Regions from separate parts of the Mus musculus genome. Here all the other regions are linked to region 1. Evidence: chromatin contacts called from public HiChIP or PLAC-seq data. All regions are on one chromosome and are shown on one strand. Each heading gives the region's core, a stretch centred on a gene start, on an enhancer-like site or on the middle of the called end of the contact. The rest is flanking DNA. Distances are from core to core; before and after follow the strand shown. Region 1 holds the start of Sdad1 (SDA1 domain containing 1). Region 2 has its middle 20 kb from the start of G3bp2. Region 3 has its middle 19 kb from the start of Scarb2.

Region 1 (4,362 bases), core at 269-2,768:
TCACGAGCACTCTTGATCTAACTGTCCTCAGGACTTATCCAGATATGATTATAAATTTCTTTTGATTTGGGCTCTAACATGGTGTCAGGTAACCTTGGATGAAGTTGATCTAGGAAACTGCTTAGGTTACACAGAATAATAACACCTTGATTCATCTATTAGTGTAAGACTAGTTACCATCTACCGGGCAGTGGTGGCGCATACCTTTAATCCCGGCAGTAGGGAGGCAGAGGCAGGCAGATTTCTGAGTTCAAAGTCAGCCTGGTCTACAGAGTGAGTTCCAGGACAGCCAGGGCTACATAGAGAAACCCTGTCTCGAAAAAAACAAAACAAAACAAAAACAAAACAAAACAAAAACCTAGTTACCATCCAACAGCTGTTTTCCCCTCTGTGGTTAGAATTAAGAGAGTTGCCTGGGTGCGGTGGTGGCACACACCTTTAAGACCCAACACTCCTGAGGCAGAGTCAGATGGATCTCTGAGTTCAAGGCCAGCCTGGTCTACAGAGTGAGTTCCAGGACCGCCAAGGCTACACAGAGAAACCTGTCTCAAAAAACAAAACCAAACAAACAAACCAACACCAACAAAAAAACAATCTAACCTCCACCCCTGCTCTTTGCCATTCTCTAAAACATATTCTCTAAGCATACTCCTCATGGATTTTTTTCTTCTACCTTTAGTACAGCCTAAAAGAAAATGATTCTCATTTCTGACAAGGTTTTTGTTTTAGTGATGTGTGTGCAACTCTGTGTGGGTATGTGTGCTGTGAGCACAGGCACCTGCTGAGGGCACACATTTCTCAGGAGCTGGAGTTAACTATAGATGGTTGAGAGCCACCGTGTGTTGCAAACTGAGCCTGAGTCCCTACAGCAGTACCAGATCTTAGCTGCTAAACCATCTCCAGCCCCTAATCCTCATTTTATAATACAGGATCTCATGTATCTCAGGTTTCTCTCAAATTCCTATGTAACTGAGGATGACCTTGGAGTCTCAACCCTCCCGCCGCCTCTTCTCTGAGTATGCGGGTTGCAGGCATGAGCCAACACACGCAGTTTATGGAGAGCTGGAGAAGAAACCTAGGGTCTCCTATGAGATAGGACACCTGAACCAGTCCCCAGGCCCCTGCTTAATTTCTGTCGTTTTTCTTGAGACAGAGTAAGCCTCGGGCTTGCCCCAAACAAATATAATGCTCCTGCCTCAGCTTCCTGAGTACAGGGATTACAGTTGTATGCTGTCATACCTGAGTCCCATATTAATCCTCATTTATTTGGGCCACCATAAGAATGCTGAGCTAGATGGGGAGAACTGGGAGGAATTGGCGGAGGAAAAAGAACATGATCAAATATATTGTATAAAAATTGTTTTCAGTGGAAAAGAATGTTGAGATAAGGAAACCTGCTCCAGAGTTTGGTGACAACCAGTAGCGGTTGTCCACCGGCAGGGACCGATAGCGTGCAGACGCCTACAAAGAGTTGCAGCAGGGTGGTGAAGTTTGATCCTCTGAGCGTTCCGTAGCTCGGTCGGGCAAGCGGCGTGTCCCACGTGCCGTTTCCGGTTACACTGGGACCCACGAGTCTAAGCTGCCGCGGGGCCCGGGCTGCGACTGACAGAGGCGGACGTTTTCCAAGCACTGCTCGCCAGGGAGCCCACCCACAGCCACCATGTCCGGCAGGAACAACAACAAGCTGCCCAGCAACCTGCCGCAGTTACAGAACCTGATCAAGCGGGACCCGCCGGCCTACGTGGAGGAGGTGGGACCGGGATCCGGCTCCCCGGGATGCTCCGGTGTGCTTCCGGGGGCCTGGGGAGGAAACGGACGGGGGATGGAGATACGGGGGACGGGACATGCAGACCCCACCAACACTGAAACACACCCTAAAACCTGCTGCCTCCGGGTTTATCCGCCCGCCTCGCCGACGTGGGCCGGTAACGTCCGTTGGCCGCCTCAGAGCAAAAACTCGAGTTAGCCCCTAGCATACGATGAGTCGTGTGTTAAACATGCTTTCCACAGACGGCCTCTCCCGAGTGCCCCAAGCTCTGCCAAGAAGAGCAAGGAGTTCTCAGATGGCAGGGCCACCCCACAGTCAAGAGTGTAGAAGATGTAGTTAAGCCACAGTTCAAACTCCCTGGGAGTCACCCTGAGCTAGATTTGAAAAAAATGCTTTGAGGGAAATGTGCGGTCTAAAACTCTGTTAGGTCCAGTTTGTGAGGGGCATGGCATACTCCAAGTGTGTGAATTCATAAGAACCACGAAATGAAGGCCGTGACTTTGTACTCTTAACCTGGTAGATAGATTAAGACGCGCCTTTGCCTTTATTATTTGTCTTCTTACACACCGCCCTTCCCAATCCTCCCTGTCTCCCCCCCCCCCTTACTGGTCCCCTTCTCTCCTCAGACAGCCCCCACTTCACTTCTGTATACACATCACATTTATTTCAGTTCCCTGCATCCCTTTAAGGTCTCTTCTTCCAGAGCTGGGGAGTTGACTCAATGGTTAAGAGCACTGGCTGTTCTTCCAGAGGACCTGGGTTCAAGGCCCAGCACTTACATGATAGCTCATAACCATCTGTTGCTCTAGTGTTAGGGGATGCGACACCCGACTTCTGGCCTCTGGATACTAGGCATATGTATACACGCACATACAAGTAGGCAAGCTCTCAATACACATTAAACATAAGCTCTTACTGGGTTCCCCTTTCTAACTTGTGTCACAAACTAAATTGAAATCTGACTTTTGCTTCTGAGAGGAAACAGGCTACCTCTCTGAGTCTGGTTTAATTTCTTAACATCTTTCCTCCTGTTGTCATGGTTTCAGCTCTTGATTGGAAAAAACTAAATGCATGTACCACATTTTCACTACACATTCTGTTGATGGACTTAAAGGCTGGCTCTGCTTCTTGCTGCCGTGGTTCGTGCACCAGTAAACACAAATGTGCAAGTGTGTCTATGGTGTTTGATCAGAGTCCTTTTATTATAAACCAGGCCGTAGAAGGCCAGTTTTAGTTTGTCCATAGTGGTTCTACCATGGACATCCGCACCATGAGCTGTGTGTGTGCGAGTGTGTGTGTGTGTGTGTGTGTGTGTGCTCCCACTCTATCCCCACCAGTGGTGTGTGTGTGCATGTGTGTGGAGCGTGAGAGAGAAGGGGAATATAGTTTCTGTTTTCCCACATTTGCTGTCTGTCTTTTGCCTGCTGACAGCCATTCCGATGAGGTGAGATAGAATCTCAGATTATTTTAATTTGCATGTTGCACACTTTTTCACATAGTTACCGGCCTTTGTATTTATGTTGAGAGTTGTCAATTCAATCCTTTATAGTCTGTTTATTGATTGGAAGGTGTGGTTTGGTTTATACGGTTCTTGACGTATTCCACCTGCGAGCCTCCAGTCTGAGAGATAGCAGTGAAGCCTTCCTGACATTCTGGAGTTGTCTTCACTGGCCTGGCCCTGCTTTCTTTTTCATCGCAGACACCCCCTTTTCTCCGTTCTTTTTTTGTACTGTCCAAATCCTGTCAGTGGGTGCTTGAGACCGTTAGTTTTACAGCTGACCCAAAGCTCTGGTTCTATTTCTGACCTGCTGTGAAACCAAGGAAGGTTCAATAACAACCTTTGTATTTTAGTATTCAAGAAAGGTAATAGCCGCCTCCTCCATCTGCTTTAGTGCAGACACACACACACACACACACACACACACACTGCAGTATATTTGTAGACATTGAGAATACAGGGACAAGTAAGCAGATAATGGAGCCATGCCGTCTTTTGGACTCTCGTTCTTAGGAGGACGGTACCTGTGTAAGATAAGGCTAGGTGAGGATGTTAGAATAGAGACTGCAGACTGTTGAGGGAAGGGAAGCCTTTCCTGCAGTGGTAGTATTGGGCCAGGCAGGTCAGAGCGTTCCAGGCAGGAGAACAGGACTCACAGAAGCTGTCGTGGAAATAAATGAAGCAGGAACATTGTCACTTAAGTGTAGCGTGGGAAATGCGGTGAGGTCAGAGCCTTTTCGATAGTGGTAAGCGGTTAGGTTTTACTTCCGGTGTTTCTAGGAGCCGCTGAGGAGTTTAGATTATCCGGGTACCATGTAAGACAGTTTTTAGGGGTTTTTTTTTTCTGACAAGTAGAAAGGGAAATGGAGCGGAGTCCAGAGTTTCTCCCAAGATGGTGGAAGTCATAGCCCCCCATGGCCTGCTGATTGGGCAGTGATTGAGGTGGGACTCAAAGCCAAGTCACGGTGAAGAGGAAGGACTCCCTCTGGAAAGTGACCAGTATCAGTAAGGAACAAAGAGGGTGCATACTAACCAACTCAGCCACGGGCAAGGAACTGATGTGGCCGTGCTCACAGTGGAGGATCCAAGCTTGGAT
Region 2 (4,715 bases), core at 591-3,090, 210 kb after region 1:
TGAGTTTGAGGTCTACAAAGTGAGTTCCAGGACAGTCAGGGCTGTTAAACAGAGAAAGCCTGTCTGAAAAACTAAAAACAACCAGCAACCAACCAATCAACCAACCAAGCAAAAATTCTTCTTTTATGAATTGCCCACTAAAGACCACTAATGAGATTTGTAGCAGCTATACACACAGTGGATTGTTCGTATTGCCTATTTCTTTCAGGCTGTTGTGGTTTTTGTTGTTAGTGTTTACAAAATGCTGAGATAAGTGTGTTAAATTTCTAAATTTTATATTGTTGAAAATGTCGGGGGCTGGTGAGATGGCTTAGAGGTTAAGAGCACTGACTGCTCTTCCAAAGGTCCTGAGTTCAAATCCCAGCAACCACATGGTGGCTCACAACCATTTGTAATGAGATCTGACGCCCTCTTCTGGTGCATCTGAAGACAGCTACAGTGTACTAATGAATAATAATAAATAAATCTTTAAAAAAAAGAGACACCTGTGCAATTCACTTGCAAAGAAAGAAAAGGAAAATGTCAGACATCCCTGGAGTGCCTAGCACTTTCAGGGTTAGAAACAGTGGTCTCTGTGAGTTCCAGACTAGCTTGGTCGATATAGTGAGAACTGTCTCAAAAAAAAAAAAAAAAGACAGACAGATAACCATAGTGAGAAGAGTGTTCTAAATCTGTTATTTGGGGGCTGGTGAGATGGCTCAGTGGGTAAGAGCACCCGACTGCTCTTCCGAAGGTCCAGAGTTCAAATCCCAGCAACCACATGGTGGCTCACAACCATCAGATAACAAGATCTGACTCCCTCTTCTGGTGTGTCTGAAGACAGCTACAGTATACTTACATAAAATAATAAATAAATCTTTAAAAAAAAAAAAAGATCCTAAATCTGTTATTTGGATTAAATTATAGGCCCACGGCTCATCTCATTTGTTCATTATCATTACTCAAACGCCTACATTTATTATTTCAAAGGAAATTTTAGAGATGTAATTTCAGCTACAGTTTTTGTTTGTTTCTTTGTTGTTGAGATAGTTTCAAGTACCCGAGGCTGGCTGTGAACTTTGCATCTAGACAAGGGTCACCTTGAAACTTTTTTGGTGGTGGTGGTGGTGGGGGGTGTTGAGACAGGGTTTCTCTGTATAGCCCTGGCTGTCCTGGAACTCACTTTGTAGACCAGGCTGGCCTGGAACTCAGAAATCCTCCTGCCTCTGCCTCCGGAGTGCTGGGATTAAGCTACCATGCCCGGCACCTTGAAACTTTTGATCCTTTTGCCTCTACCTCCCCAGTCCTGGCACATTTGCCACACATTGCTTGCTCATTTGTCAAGATTTTACCAAAATGCATCCATTTCGTGGTTTGTGCTTTCCCAGACAGCATTCTCTTGGTTGTCTTATTTTCTTTGTCACACACACACAGATACACACATCTTCATTTATTCTATGATAGTGGATAAAAATAAATTCTGAATGTCTTTTTCTTCCTGCTATGCTTATGATTGAACCCAGGCTCTGGAGCACACTAGCAGGTGTTCCCCCACCAAGCTTCACTCCCAGCCTCTACTTTTGCATGGAGGAGGGCAAGGAGGAGGGGGAGGGGGAGGGGGAGGAGGCTTCCCTCCAGCTTGTCTTTACCAGGAGCTGCCAATTTCTAACTGCTTAAGCGAGTCTGTCTGGGCACCTGCCTTGTGGAAAATGCTGAGTTTATCTTCACGCCCAGTGCGTACGTGAACTGGGAGCTGTGGGGAAGGATGACATTTATAAAATTAGCAGGCTGCCCATTGGTGTCCTCAGTCGCGACTTAGTCCTCATTCCGTGACGACACTGACGACTGGGAACAACTGCTTGTAGGCTGGTAAATGAACTGATTTCTGCCAGGGCCGCGGGATGCTGGTGGCTGAACACAAGTGTACAAAACAGGAAAGGACGTAGCCTCCCTTCTCTCACATAGCCTGCTCTTTGACGGTCCTCCTGTGGTCCCCAGGCAGTGGGCACTGAGAGCCTTTGTCATCCACGGTCTGTGTTGCTGTGGTTGTGGGCAGGCACAGGCATATGAGTGAGTGTGGGTTCGAGTCCCACCTCGTGTCGAACCCACATAAGCTGCTGTCTTCTCCTTGGAAGGAGAAGGTATATGACAGGATCAATGTTTCCCCAGGACCAATTAAGAGTAAGTGATGCAGGCTGGAGAGATGGCTCAGCCGTTAAAGGCTAGGCTCACAACCAAAATTATAAGAGTAAGTGATGCAGACAGTTGTGGCAGTGCCTGTCTGGAATCCCAGCACCCGGGAACTAGGCTAGGAGGAGGACCAGGAGAGAAGATGGCTCAACGGGAAAATGTTTGCTTCCTCCAGCAGGAGACTTGAGTTTGGATCATCAGTACCTGAGCAAAAGCCAAGCATTCTCGAATGCCCCCTCTAATTCCAAAGCCCCCTACACATATGCACACACACACACACACACACACACACACACACAGGTGGGAGGGAGAGGAAGAAGGAGAGAGGAAGGGAGGAGAGAATAGATGATTTGAGCTTCAGACATCAAAGGTGGTCACAGAACAGTTCAGCCTGTGCTTGTCGTAGCCCTGGCAACTCTACAGCCAAAACAAACACAGCTCAAACCTCACTCAACTACCATAAATATCAACGGATTTTCTCGGGCGCTCTGACTTCCTCACCACATATTGTCTTAACTCCTGGCTGTCTGGTTTCTACCTCTCATTGAAGGCTACAGCCAAATCGTGGGCATTCTCTCAGTTTGGGTCCAATGTGTCCTGTCTTCATCAGCATGCGGCCTCTTCATCTCTTTGGCTCAAATGCTCGATCCTGTAATTCAAAGAGTGCTTCCAAGTGCATTTCGCTTTTTTTTTTTTTTTCTTCTTTTTCAAGACAGGGTTTCTCTGTGTAGCCCTGGCTGTCCTGGAACTTACTTTGTAGACCAGGCTGACCTTGAACTCAGAAATCCAACGGCCTCTGCCTCTCGAGTGCTGGGATTAAAGGTGTGCGCCACCACACCCAGCACATTTCGCTTTTTATTAGCCATAAAAACAATACACAGGGAGAGCCAAACTCAGAATGGATGGACAGGTGGTCTGGATGCCTGGGAGGTCACCTAAAGCAGAGCCATTTTCTGTAGACAAGTTCAGAGCACAGGGTGTCCCCTAACTTAGGCCAAGACACCTGGTGGGTAATAGGTACAAAGCTGCAGGAGAAGAGAGGGAAACTTGGTCACAGGAGCCTGCGTGATAAATACTGATCCCTATGTGTGCGTGCTGCGGTTACTTGGGTAACCGTGATCTCAGCTCTTGGGACACTGAAGCCAGAGGATTGGGAGTTAAGGCCATCCTCACTGTCCAATGAATTCAAGGCCAGCTTGGGAGACTCTTCTATTCTCCTTTTCCCCCAAAAAATATCTGGGCTTTGAAGGGAAAGAAAAAAAGAGAAAGTGGTAGGATTTTGCATTTATCTTGTTTGTTTATTTGTAAGGACAGGTCTTACACTGTAGCCTAGGCTGCCCTGGAACTCACTAGGTAGCCCATGTTGCCCTCGCATTCACAGCCATCCTCAGCCACCTCCCTTCCCATTAGGTCGACAGACCTATCATCTCCCTAGTGACTGTCCACATTTGTAGGACTCAAGCAATGTTTATGGCTTGGACACTCTCAGTGCAAAACCCACCACTCTCATCTTAAGGGAAGAAAAGATAGTTTATCCTGGCACCATTTTGATTGTCTATGGCCTGGCAGCACAGATGTAGGTTATCCTAAATTCTTTGTCCCAACACCGAAACAGTTACATAGTTTTTACAGAACAAAGAAATCCCCAAATCAAGGAAAGTTAAAATGCAGGGATGGCTGCTTTAGAGGCAGTCCCAGCAGGGCGGGAGAGCTGCTTTCTGCCGGCCTTGCGCTCTAGGCCTTTCTACAGCTGCTATCTGATGACATTCCTAGTTTTGGGGTTGGTGGAGTCCAGTGACTCTGCTGCATCAATAGATTCCGAAGGCTTTTCCCTATTAGTCACCGGATGTTAGTTCTAGTACTGAAGCAGGTGGGCCAGGAGGAATGGGTGTTCCTAGGAGCCGAAGGGTGGCAAGATAAGGTAATTAGCCTCTGGACACGTAACATTCCAATCTTCCCATAGCTAGGAGCATCCAATCAGTCAGTGGGTCTCTACAGCTTCTTTGCAAGGACGTCCTTTCACAAATACAATGGTATGCAATCCATACCAACTGAATAAAATCTGTAGAGCGCTACCCAGGTGTCATTGGCTTGGGAGGGGATTTCATTGTGCTCCCCAGGTCTGGGAGCACTGCGCCCCCCACCCCCAATGTGACTCCTGCTGAGCTTGTTCACCTAGAGAAGACCAGCCAGGTGGGAGTTGGGAGGCCCCTGGGACTCAGGTCATTTCACCTTCCCCAGCTTGTCCCAAGTGGCAGTGAACATTAGTGCTCATTCTGCAAACGTACCCGGTCCGAGACAAGGACAGAGAGGTCCAGATGATACTGTTGTCAAACTTCTAGTGTTGGTTTTGGCTTTTGTTTAGCTTTTTTACTTTTTGTCTGTCACTTCAGACCGGCTGGTGGTGCAGACCTTTAATCTTAGTACGTAGGAGGCAGAGACAGACAGGTGGTTCTCTGGTTCTCTGAGTTCAAGGACATTCAAGGACAAACCAGTCTATGTATGAAGCATGTTCCAGGACAGGTGAGAACCTATTAAAAAAAAAA
Region 3 (4,448 bases), core at 584-3,083, 220 kb before region 1:
AGAAGTGGCCCTTTCTTGGGAGTTCTCCCTGGCTGAGTCACTTTTGCTTCCCTTCTTTGCCCAGCAGTCTAAATTCTAAGGAAAAACTCCATCTGAGTTGTTGTTAGGTGCTGTATTAGTCAGGGTTCTCTAGAGTCACAGAACTTATGGGTAGTTCAGTCCTACAAGGCAAGCAGGCGAAGAAGAGAGAGCTAATTTTCCTTCTACCAATGTCCTTAAGTAGGTCTCCAGCAGAAGGTGTGGCCCACATTAAAGGTGTGTACCACCACACCTGACTCTGGGACTTGCTTTGTCCCAGGCTGACCTTGTACTCAGAGATCTCCACGCCTTAGTCTCCTGGGATTAGAAGCCTGTATTACTACTTTGCTTGGGCCTAAACTTTTCATGGCCACTAGGCCAAGATCTCCATGCCAAGATCCAGGTCAGAAACTTGTGTCTTCCAGCCGCAAGATCTGAATCACAGGTGAGCCTTCTAATTCTGGATTGTAGTTCACTCCAGATATAATCAAGTTGACAATCAGGAATGGCCGCTCCAACTGCTAAGTAATCCTTCTTTAGATTTATAAAGGTTCACAACCGCTGATCGCCTTCAGATAAAATAGGAGTATGGGATGTGTTCTCTGTTCTTTAATTCTATGTCTTCACTAACACAAAGCCTGTAAATTGCTGGGATGCTTAACTCACAGGAAAGTAAGAAGTTTGTAGTTGTTTTCTCATGTAATTGATCACAGCAGTAAAATTGACCAATATACTGCTCTTAAGTTCTCTGAGCATGCAGTGTTGTGGTGTAGACGGTTGTGTGTCCTGCCCCATTAACATGCTGAAGTCTTAATCCCCTGCTCACCCCCAAAGTGATGGTTCTGGGAGATCAAACCTTTGGATGGTGATAGGTCACGATGACAGAGGTCATGAGGAATAGTGACCTTATAATAGATGTCTTAGAAAGTTAGCTAGCCCCTTCCACTATATGGAGGCACAGAAGCACGCACCAGCTATGAACCAGAAACTGGGCCATCACTGGGTTAAAAAACCTGCTGCCACCTTCATCTTAGAACTCCCAGCCTTGGGCGCTGTAAGAAATAGATTTTCTGCTGTTTGTAAGAGATGTAGTTGTTTTGTTTATTTGTTTGTTTGTTTGTTTTGGTTTTTCGAGATAGGGTTTCTCTGTATAGCCCTAGCTGTCCTGGAACTCACTTTGTAGACCAGGCTGGCCTCGAACTCAGAAATCTGCCTGCCTCTGCCTCCCAAGTGCTAGGATTAAAGGTGTGCACCACCACACCTGGCATGAGATGTAGTTTTAAGGGTTTTGTTACAGCAGCTCAGACAGATGCAGTCAGGCATTTTCATATTGACCTTTATAAGGATAAGAAGGTTTAATCAATTAATAAGATTGTTCCTCAACGTGATAAATTATGCTGCCTAGTGAACTCTTGCTCACCTTTACCTCCACTCTTCTACAGAAGAGCCACTCTCCTATTGTTTGTTGAGATGAGGTCTCTGTAGCCCAAACTGACTTCAAACTCCCAATGTAGGGGAATATGGCCTTAATTTGATCTTTCTGTCTCCATCTCCCAAATTTCTGCATTAAAAGTGTATGCCACCTGGCCCTCTGGGCTTCAGGATAAGTGGAGGTAGAGGTGAGCAAGAGTCTAGCCAGGTAGCATAATTTATCACGTTGAGAAACAATCTTATTTTGTACATTGTATTTTCCCTCCCATTTTTCAGGAGGCTTAAAAATCAATTCTCTCAAGCTTGTATGCCCTAGGTTTCTGCTTCATGCATCCCAGAAGGGAACCAGCGGACCAGTAGCCTTGGACCCAAAACTGAAACCACAGAGCCCAAACCGTCCTTTCCTTAGGCTGTTTGTCTTGGTCTCTATCTAATCACTACATACTATTGACTACCACAACTCTCTTAACCCCAGCTTGGCTATCTGCCAGTCCCCTGCCACATCCGTATTCTTGCTGAAACAGCCACTGGCCACGTCTGGGTCTCACAAGACTCACTTTGACCCATGACTCTCTTCATTTTCTTCCTTCTTGTCTCTCCTTCAGAGAGACTCTCATTTCAACAACTTCTCCTAGTGAAGTGACTCATTAAAGAATGAATACAAACCTTCACCTGCTGCTCGTTCAACCGATGTTGCAAGGTCCAGGAAACCAGACAGCTCTGAGATTTTGCAACATGCTGGCATTGCCTTGTTGAGTTCAAAAGCCACCTCCACCAAGAATCCAAACCTCATTTTGCTCCTACAAAAACGAAAATCTGGAGAGAACCGGCTTTATGTCAGAACCTGAGAAATGTTAACAGCCTTGAGAAGCATTCTAAACACACAGTATTTCCAGCAAACTCACCACTTTTCCTTTGTTTCCAATAGATTCGGAGAGCTGGAGGCCAAGCTGTGGTTAATAACTTCCCAGCCTGCACAGGTGCCAGGTTTATTTCAGTTTCAGCTTCACTCCCGACTGGCCATAAGATGCTGGGTTGCTTTAACCACTTATCTATATCTGTTTTCTCATTTTGAGAATAGGAATGGAACATCATCTTCATAGGGTCATGGAAGGGTTAAATGCAGCACAACATAGGGAGATCTTACTATATGGATATCTGCTGTTAGGCTTTTATTGCCCCTCCCCCTGCCCCGAGGCATTAAACACAGGCAGAGCATTAGTAGAGTGTTCTACCATTGAACTACATTCCCAACTCATATTTTTTTGTTTGTTTCTTTATGGGGACAAAGGGGCTAGAGAAATAGCTCAATGGTTAAGAGCACTGGCTGCTCTTCCAGAAGATCTGGGTTCAATTCCTAGCACCAATGTGACAGCTTATCTAGGACTCTAGTTCTAAAGGATCGGATGCCGTCCACAGGAATCAGGACACAATGCAGGCAAAACACCCATAAACACAAAGTTTTCAAAATGGGACCAGGTTGGAGAGATGGCTCAGAGGTTCAGAGCACTGACTGCCCTTCCAGAGGTCCTGAGTTCAATTCCTAGCAACCACATGGTGGTTCACAACCATCTGTAATTGGTTCTAATGCCCTCTTCTGGTGTGTCTGAAGACAGCTACAGTGTACTCATATACATGAAATAAACAAGTAAATCCTATAAACAAAAAACAAAAACAAAAAAGCAGAGGCCACAATATGTGGCTCAGGCTGGCCTTGAATTTGACGTTCTCCTACCTCAGGCTCTCAAGCGCTGGGGTTACAGGCATGTGTCACCACAGCTGGGTTCTTCTCATTTTTTTTCTCCCCTGCTTCTTCATTCACTATACTCTCCTGTATTCCACCCCAAACACATGTTCTGTTAGTCAGAGGCACTAGGCTAGCATACCTAAAGCCCTAGATTTGAGTCAACCTAGGACTCACACAAACCCAGAAACAATGGAACCATTGTGTGAAGAAAACACTGGGTTTGCTGCTTCAGGAGAGAACTGGAACAAGGCAAAACAAAAGAAAAACAAATGGTTTTTCTCTTTCTTGTTTTTTTATGTTTTGAAACAAACAAACAAACAAAACACCTACATGCTTATGTAGGGGAAGGGAACGGAAAGTGAGAATATCTAAAGAAGAATTCTCTCAGTATAAAAGTGTCCCAGGGGCTGGAGAGATGGCTCAGTGGTTAAGAGCACTGACTGCTCTTCCAGATGTCCTGATCCTGAGTTCAATTCCCAGCAACCACATGGTGGCTCACAACCATCTATAATGGGATGTGATGTCCTCTTCTGGTGTGTCTGAAGAAAGCAACAGTGTACTCATATACATAAAATAAGTATACTAATTAAATAAAAGAATTCTAAAGCAAAATAAAGATGAGGCTGTGTTAAGCCGCCTGCAGCCACACTAACTGGGTTCCTGAGTGGGAGGCTGGAGCTGTATGGGAGATAACGACAAGAGAAATAATGGAGGCCAAGACATGTTTCTGTTCAAGGCCCCCAAGTTTACTAAGAGTCTGTGCTTAAAAAGGGGGGAGGCCCATCCCCGCCAATCCATTCTTGGTGCCTGTTGCCATCCTGTAGGTGGATCTGCCCAATGCTGTCTCCGAAATATCTCAAGGGCCTCTCAGCAGATAGCAGTGTCCTGGAGAAGAGCAGCGGCAGGTGACAGAACAATAGAGCCATCTAAGTCGGAAGGTTCCACCCCAGGTATTCTCATACTCAGGGGCAGCAAGGTCAAAGCCAGCCTACTCAAGGCTGGGGGAGGCTACAAGGCTGGGTGTCAGGAGCCATAATGGGACAAGCTAATAACTGGCAGGTGATCATCCTGAAGTGGCCTGCTTGGGATTATTGTGTGATCTTCGACAGGTGAGCCCTCATTGAGCAAGCTTGTGAGGGACTCATTTTAGGAAGGATTCCTGCTATTAATATGCTTTTCCTGTTATTATAAAACATGTATAGCAATCACTAAGTAGTAGCGCACCCCTTTGGAGCAGATCTCTGAAGACCCA

What was found. HiChIP or PLAC-seq counts read pairs in DNA pulled down with a chosen protein or histone mark.
Region 2: a contact with region 1 is called in a FOXA1 HiChIP or PLAC-seq map of pancreatic cancer cells. The contact joins the enhancer-like site here to the promoter of Sdad1 in region 1. A contact is called at or near these places in 1 of 39 promoter capture datasets (fetal liver), 1 of 484 Hi-C or Micro-C datasets (CD8 T cells), 2 of 115 datasets of contacts at active chromatin or transcription factors (large pre-B cells and pancreatic cancer cells) and 3 of 9 other capture datasets (adipose tissue, liver and pancreatic islet).
Region 3: a contact with region 1 is called in an H3K27ac HiChIP or PLAC-seq map of microglia, with 7 times the contacts expected there. The contact joins the enhancer-like site here to the promoter of Sdad1 in region 1. A contact is called at or near these places in 7 of 39 promoter capture datasets (embryonic stem cells, hippocampal neurons, liver and 2 more), 1 of 484 Hi-C or Micro-C datasets (embryonic stem cells), 1 of 115 datasets of contacts at active chromatin or transcription factors (microglia) and 1 of 9 other capture datasets (liver).

What each region holds. Positions count from the first base shown.
Region 1 is chr5:92,307,180-92,311,541 of GRCm38.p6, reverse strand. Sdad1 (SDA1 domain containing 1) reads left to right here and starts at 1,518. Exons shown (of 22, transcript NM_172713.2): 1 at 1,518-1,750. The coding sequence starts at 1,661.
Region 2 is chr5:92,101,101-92,105,815 of GRCm38.p6, reverse strand. It overlaps a transcript of G3bp2 not described here. Among named protein-coding and RNA genes, the nearest start is that of G3bp2, 20 kb to the right of the region's middle. Within about 2 kb of position 1,840, at least 62 of the 459 cell types and tissues checked have an H3K27ac peak or open chromatin away from gene starts, as enhancers often do. A contact at or near this core is called in CD8 T cells, adipose tissue, pancreatic cancer cells and 1 more, where this site is marked.
Region 3 is chr5:92,522,641-92,527,088 of GRCm38.p6, reverse strand. No RefSeq gene overlaps it. Among named protein-coding and RNA genes, the nearest start is that of Scarb2, 19 kb to the right of the region's middle. Within about 2 kb of position 1,833, at least 35 of the 459 cell types and tissues checked have an H3K27ac peak or open chromatin away from gene starts, as enhancers often do. A contact at or near this core is called in liver and microglia, where this site is marked.